Regions from separate parts of the Mus musculus genome. Here region 2 is linked to region 1. A link is a contact called in public Hi-C data. All regions are on one chromosome and are shown on one strand. The core of a region is the stretch at or near the end of the contact, and the rest is flanking DNA. Distances in the headings are between cores, read along the strand shown. Region 1 has its middle 85 kb from the start of Gm39461. Region 2 overlaps 2610035D17Rik (RIKEN cDNA 2610035D17 gene).

Region 1 (3,424 bases), core at 531-3,030:
GCAGGGTTGATCCAGAAAACACATCATGCAAGAGTTGGCATAATGCAGGAGACTACAATCTTTGCAGTGAATAGCATGTAGGGTTCAGTGAGAACCCCCACTCTAGTGTATTATAATCAATAGCTTAATGCAACCACAAAGAAGTGAAGGTTCTACCAATAACAACAAGATTCTGCATTATTAAGAGGAGGGAGTTGCATGCCATAGCCACATGGCAAAAGGTGTGGGGCTTATAAACACACAAGTGAAAGGCACACAGACACACAGATACACACACACACACACACAAGTTAATTTTGATATGCCTTGACTAGCTCAATGGTAAAGCATTTCTAATCCTCCCCAAGGCTAACAGACACTCTTCTCATTGGTATTCCTGAGTTAATATCTTTTAAAATCTATATTTTATCTTTGCTGCCCTGGCTCCTTCTGAGTGGCCCCTATCTTTGCTGCCCAAGATGCTTCTGGGCAACCCTTCAGGGGGCAGCTTTCCTTCTTGTACCTACGTGTCACCTGCCAGCAATTCCTCCCTCCAGCTCCTTCCCTGTATGGTTTGCTGCTTCTCCTCAGGGTGGACCTCGTTCATCCCCTGGGGAACCTAGAAGTCTCTCCTCTTACACCCTGCCCGGCTATTGGCTGTTGACTATTGATCAATCAAAAATCAACTGGGGACAGGGACCTTCAGTGTTTGGACATACAGATTCCCAATATTGGGAGCTAAATTAAGACAAAACATTAGATCCAATTTCTAACAGATATGTTCTTACATATTAATGCACATTAGATAATCAAGATAACAAATTAATACCCTTATGGTTGGTCTTCCTCCACAAAATCTTCAATAGTTTCACAAGACACCAATTATGGTAAAAGATACTAATTTTGTGACATAGAACCCAGGGAGTATTTTTTTTAATACAAAAGATTTAAATGATCTGAGTAAAAACCAAAGTTCAGAAAATAGTTTAGATGGGGTCCAGAGAGATGGCTCTTGCAAAGAAGGCGGGTTTGGTTGTCAATCCCCACTTCCTTTGGCTCACATTTGCTTTCACTACAGCTCCAGGAGCTCCTTCCTCCCTCTTCTGGCCTTCATGGGCACTGTACATACCTCCACAGAGACACACAAGCTTACATACAAAACTAAATGTCTTTTTTGCATTAATTAATTAATTAATTAATTAATCAATCAACTAACTAATTTACTTTGCATCCTGATCACAGCTCTCCCTCCTCCCAGTCCCACCCTTACAAATTCCTCCTCTCCTTATGCCTTCCCCTTATCCTTAGAGAATAGGAAACTCTCTGTCCCCCCCACCCCTTACCATCCTGCCCTGGAATGTCCAGACACAGACTAAGAGCAGCCTCTCCCACTGAGACCCAACAAGGCTGTCTAATTAGGAGAAAGGGGACCTGATAGCAGGCAACAGACAGAAGCAGCCTCTGCTCCAATTTCAAAACTAAATTTCTATTCTTCTGCACTACAATGGATGCATCCTGCTGAAGCACAGTGTTTGGTTCCAAGGGAAGATGGTCCCAGATTACCATTTGGCCCAGGCTGCTGCTCTGAGTTTATACACTGATTAGTTAGCTTTCTCAAGTACCGAGTTGCCAATGCAACTCAGCAAGATGATAGCAAACACGTTTGATATTTTAAGTAACGTGTCTGTGACATACGGAGGGATATTGAAACACCATTAGCTCTTTCTGTTCAGTGATCACGTCAACTTTAGTAACTCCAAAGTTCTGCGAGTGACAAGAATAGAACACTGGGGGCACTTGCCACGTCATTGTGCGTCAGTCTAAATGGAACATTTCCTACCCAAAAGTGAAAATAGCCTACTTTGGCACTTCTCTGGGATGGGGAAGGAAAAACACAATCATCTGTCAAAGACACTATTTTTATGAGGATTTAACTGGGCACAAATTGAATTTGTGGCTTGGCCAAGGACATAAATATTTGCAAAACATCTTGAAGATGACAGTGATATCCACATTGCCAGTGGGAGCAGCTTAAAAATGATATTATGCTGTTGCATGCCTCTCAAAAAATGCTGACTAACAAGGTGACTGGCCCACCATTCCGGCTACATGCATTCATTCCCCATCATAAAATTCGGCCTTTGCAGAGCATGTTAGCTCTCTTACAGTGCTGAGTGGTAAATTCTCTACAGAACTAAATGGCGCCCAACAGAACTCTTGAATTCCCATTTCCCCTACCCTTGCGGCTGCTCTAGAAGCCAGAGAAATTCTAGCAAAAATGTCATTCCAATATTATATTAAGTTTACCATTAAAGAAAGAGGTCTACTTGTCAGCAAAGACCATGCCCAGTGAAAACCAAGAATTACAGTGTTGTGAAGCTAGAGAGATGACTTAGTGACTAAAAGATCTCGGTGCCGCCAAAGCATAAGGGTCTGAGTTTGGATCTCCAGCACCTATGAAGATGTTCAGTGCATAGCACATATCTGCAACCCCAGCACTTCTATGGCGAGATGGAAGGAGTCAGACATACACATGATAGAGCAAGAAAATGGGCCCTGCCTCAAACACGGTGGAAGGCAAGACTGACACCTGGGTCATTCATTCTCTAGCCTCCATGTGCATGAAGTGTGTGTCCCCCTTCGGCATCTATGCACACATATTATACATGTGTGCATCGTACCGATCCACATGTACCCAACCTCACCTGTATCCAGACACACACCAAGTTTAAAAGAAGGAAAAGATGATATTCTTTTCTAAGAATTACAGTGGCACAAGAAAAATACATGTTAAAAGATTACTCTTTGCTGTTTCTGTTACCAGGATAGTGCACATAATTTTGGCTAAACTTGAATAGTGTGCTGGAGCCATGGCTCAGTGGGTAAGAGCACTGACTGTGGATCCAAAGGACCTCGGTTTAAATCCCAGCATCCTGCTTGATGGCTTCCAGCAGTCTGAACTGTCATGCCGGGCAGTGATGGCATATGCCTTTAATCCTAGCACTTGGGAGGCAGAAGCAGGTAGATTTCTGAGTTCGAGGCCAGCCTGGTCTACAGAGTGAGCTCCACGACAGCCAGGGCTACACAGAGAAACCCTGTCTCGGGGAAAAAAAAACAAAAACAAACAAACAAACAAAAAACACAAAAACAAAAACAAAACAAAACAAAACAAAACAAAACCACCAAAAAAACCTTGAATAGAGTTCCTGCAATTGTTGTAGGTCAGATGAGGTGGAGGTTTCCCGTGGGAGTGCTATGTGAAGGAGATCTTAATTTACAGAAACTGGTTCCCCCGGTCCTTTTGTTCCCATGATATTCAGTGATTGAACACGATAATATTTGGAAATATTTCCTCACACTCTTGGGTGCCAGGATGAGGTTGAAATGCCCAAGACATTTCCTAGGAAAAACAAAAGCTGTTCTGTGCATATGACAGCTGATTACA
Region 2 (3,575 bases), core at 767-3,266, 1.1 Mb before region 1:
GAAGGAGACAAGGAAATGTTATGTCGCTGTGTTCCGAGGCTTCCGAGAACAGCTGTTTCTGGGAGATGGCTCGGTGGGTAAAGTGTTGGCTCTGGAGGCAGGAGGACCCAGCCAGAGCCCTAAGATCTGCTTAAAAGCCAGGCAAGGCAGGGTTATGCTCTTGGCTGCTGTAATACCAGCACTGGGGAGGCAGAGACTGGACACATCACACACACACACACACACACACACACACACACACACACACACACACAACGAGCTCACTGGCCAGCCAGCCTAGGAAAATCGGTGAGCCTGCTGGTTTACTAAGAGACCCTTATCTCAAGAACCAAGGCAGAGATCAGCAGAAGAAAATGCCCAAAGTGGACTTCTGTCCTCCACACACGCAGGCACACACGCAGGCACACACGCCCCCCCCCCAACACATGTATACACTCGCACAAGCATGCAAGTGTGTTTCTGCAAGTGGGAATGTCAGAGCTATGAGCCTCCAGGGGAGGGAGGGTTGAGAACAGTTTCTTTGTATCTGGCAGTTGGGGTGTCATTGAATAACCTTGAGTCCTGGCAGCTCCAAGGGCGAGCTGGGCACGCTGGCCTGGAAGTCAATTGCAGAAGCCAGAGCAGGGAGGGGCCCATGCAGAAGGTGCTTCCGGGAGGGAGGCCTAAGATTGGTGTGGGAGTGAAGCTAGAAAGGGCAGGGTCCACCCTGAAGGCCTCAGCCCCTCACCTGCACAATCTCTCATGCCCAAACCTAGCTAGGCATTTCTAGCCAGCTCTGTCTGCAAAGATGCCCCTCCCTCTTGAAAAATGTGCACATCTCTGTCTGATAAAACCTTGTTCCCCCTGGAGGGAGAGAAAGGAGGGAGGGAGGGAGGGAGGGAGGGAGGGAGGGAGGATGGCGTCTGGAGGCAGGAAGCCAGTGTTGGAATCCAGGCCTGGCTTTGTCCCTCTCCAATGGGCAGCTAGGGGTAGGGTGTTTCATTTCTGGGTTCTGCCTTTCCTATAGAAAAAGATCATAAAAAGAACCCATCTCCTAAGGTTGTGGTGAAAGCTGAACAAGGTCCTGTGTGCAGTGGAGCCAGCACTAGGACAGAGATTGCATGTGCAGAGCCAGCACTAGGACAGAGGGCGCCCCACTGTTCTGTCCGCCTTTACACAGCACTGCCCCCTCTCATGTCTGCAACTCTATTTTCTGCTGGAAACGGTATCAGAATATATTAAGTAGAAAATTTCAGAAATAAAGAATTTGTAAATATTGAGTGATTTTTTTAACACCCCCCCCCCAGTGTATTGTTATAATTATTCTGGTTGTTTAATAGTTATTGATAATCTCTTAATTTGCTTTTCATACTAAATTCTATCATAGTTATAAATGTGCAGGAAAATAATATAATTAGGTCTTCAGATATACACTGGTCTGGAACACTCCTCTATTTGCAAAGTATGTGTTTTTATTTTTGTGTTTTGAGTCCTTCTTGGACTGTAATTTGACTCCAAGGACCAGATCTGTCCCAGGAGGCACTTGGAATTAAATGCTGAGTTCCAGAAGGGAGTGTTAAAGCCATGGCCTGTCAGGGCTGCAGGCGGCAACTCCCACTCGGAGGCTCCATTCCTTCCCACAGCCTGGACTCGCAGCTGCCTTGCTGTCTCTCTGTTGCCCCATCCCTGCATAATTCAGGCAGGCTGATAGGCCTGCTACTCAGGTGGTGCCCTCTCTGCCCCATAGCTCTTGAGAAACCTGTAGGCTCTGAGCACATTGCTAGAGGAGAGGGCGGTGCCTGGGTTATGACCTCTCTCAGAGTTGGAACAGGGTCTCCGAACATCCTCCAGGGCAGATTCCAGGTCAGCCCTGGAGGGTGTCGCATGCCTTGACAGATGGTGTCCGGCTGTAGGCTCCTGCCCCACGTCCTGGAATGAAGGCTTGGCAGCCCTGTTTTCTCCAGGGACAGTTGACACTGGGAACCCTGGACATTGTCCCTGAGCTCAGGGCATGCGTCTCGCGACCATTCGCAAACTGACCACTTGATGGCGCTGTGGCTCCACCGTGTGCCTGCTTTCTCCTCCGGGCCCCTGGCTGAGCTGCAGTGGTCATCCAGGCGCCCGACTGTGCCCTGGCTGCTGGTGGGGCGCAGCGCCTGACGCCTGCCCGTTCTGCTTGAGCACAAATGCAGAGCTCAGAGCTAGTTTCTCCTGCAGCGAAGGAAGTTTGGGGTGTTGGTATTGTGTTCTGTGCTGTGTGTTCCTGCAGCTTCCCCAGCAGCGGGTCAGACGCCCTAGTGTGCTAAAGAACGGTTTAGAGCCATCTGCATCCTGACCTGGTGGTGATCACTGTCTTTGGGGCAGAAGTGATAGCTAGTCTGAACTCTTGTCTAGAGTTTGTACTTAGGAGAGAAAGCTAGCTAAACACAGAATGGAAGAAGGGTAGGAAGAGGAGGAAGAAGAGGAAGAGGAGGAGGAGAAGGAGGAGAAGGGGGGGGCGGGGGAAGAAGAGGAGGAAGGAGGAGAGATTGGAAACTCTTTCCTAGATGAGCTTTGCAGTCATTCTGTGTCAAACCCTTCAAGGGGCGACCGAAAACAAAGAGCCTCCGTGAGTTTGCCTTAGAAATAGTTCTCTCCGAGGTCTATTCTGGTTGCACAAATGTGTACCCCTTCCACCCCTGAGCAGGGTCACTTCATTCATTCCGTTTTCAGTGCACACCCACTCACTGCGGAGCCAAGGGGTTTCCTCACAAGCTTGTTTGTAGATGTTGTTTTAAAAGCACGTCCTTCTTTGGGGTTTCTGTACGCAGAGGCAGGGGTTTGGGTCACCCGGGTCTCACTGAAGCTATGGTTTGGGGGGGGGGGAGGGGGGCGGGGGGCGTTTGGAAGAAGGTGATAAGATTGTCTCTTACAGGGAAAGCCAAATGAAGAGCTAAGCTCCTGATTGGAAGTGCTTTCCTTTTTGTAGCTCCATTTAAGACCAGGACTGTTCTCAGGAAAACAGAGTAGGTTCTGAGTTCAGGCCTCTCTTCTGGGGCTCCTCTCCCAGAAGCCCTCTGTCTCTGTGGAGGTCAGAGCCTTTCCCAGCTGCCTGGGCCAGTGACTGAGAGGCGAGTCCCAGGGGTCACTGCACCAGACCCTTGCCCCCCTGGAACAAATGCAGCCGGCTGGTGGGGGTGGGGGTGGGGGCTGGGGGCTGGGCTGCTCCTCCTAGATCTGCCTGCCCCTAGGGCCAGGCACAGTGTGGGGCCTGAGCTAGACTTGTCCAGAGGCAGGCAGGGCTAAGGGAGGTTGTGACCCCACCCCAGCTGGGGAGGGCAGTGGGAAAGGAGGAACCTGGAGAAGCTGTCCTAGCCAAGCAGGCTAACTCCCAGCTTCCCCTGGGCCAGAGGGCCCCCTGTCGCCTGGCAAAGGACAATTTGTACTTTTATTCTTACGCTATCCTAAGGCTCACTCACCTGCAAGTGTACTATCTGGTGCCTCACAGAGGCTCAGGAGTTGTGTGGCTTCTCAAAAAAGAGAAAGGAGACCACGGAAAGAGAGGCAGGAACGGAAAGGAGACCCACCATCAGTCACTGCAGCACGTGGACCCCCAT

The links. Hi-C and Micro-C count contacts between places; a contact is called where the count stands out from the background.
Region 2: a Hi-C map of the C2C12 cell line shows a contact between it and region 1, with 9 times the contacts expected there. The contact joins two enhancer-like sites. A contact is called at or near these places in 2 of 15 datasets of contacts at CTCF or cohesin (embryonic stem cells and large pre-B cells), 15 of 484 Hi-C or Micro-C datasets (the C2C12 cell line, cortical neurons, differentiating embryonic stem cells and 5 more) and 1 of 9 other capture datasets (embryonic stem cells).

The regions. Positions count from the first base shown.
Region 1 is chr11:112,070,172-112,073,595 of GRCm38.p6, reverse strand. No RefSeq gene overlaps it. Among named protein-coding and RNA genes, the nearest start is that of Gm39461, 85 kb to the left of the region's middle. Within about 2 kb of position 1,780, at least 4 of the 459 cell types and tissues checked have an H3K27ac peak or open chromatin away from gene starts, as enhancers often do. A contact at or near this core is called in the C2C12 cell line, where this site is marked.
Region 2 is chr11:113,163,757-113,167,331 of GRCm38.p6, reverse strand. All of the region lies in intron 1 of 2610035D17Rik (RIKEN cDNA 2610035D17 gene), which reads left to right. The region is part of intron 1 of LOC115487747 (a long non-coding RNA gene); the gene reads left to right. Among named protein-coding and RNA genes, the nearest start is that of Gm39467, 31 kb to the right of the region's middle. Within about 2 kb of position 2,016, at least 86 of the 459 cell types and tissues checked have an H3K27ac peak or open chromatin away from gene starts, as enhancers often do. A contact at or near this core is called in the C2C12 cell line, where this site is marked.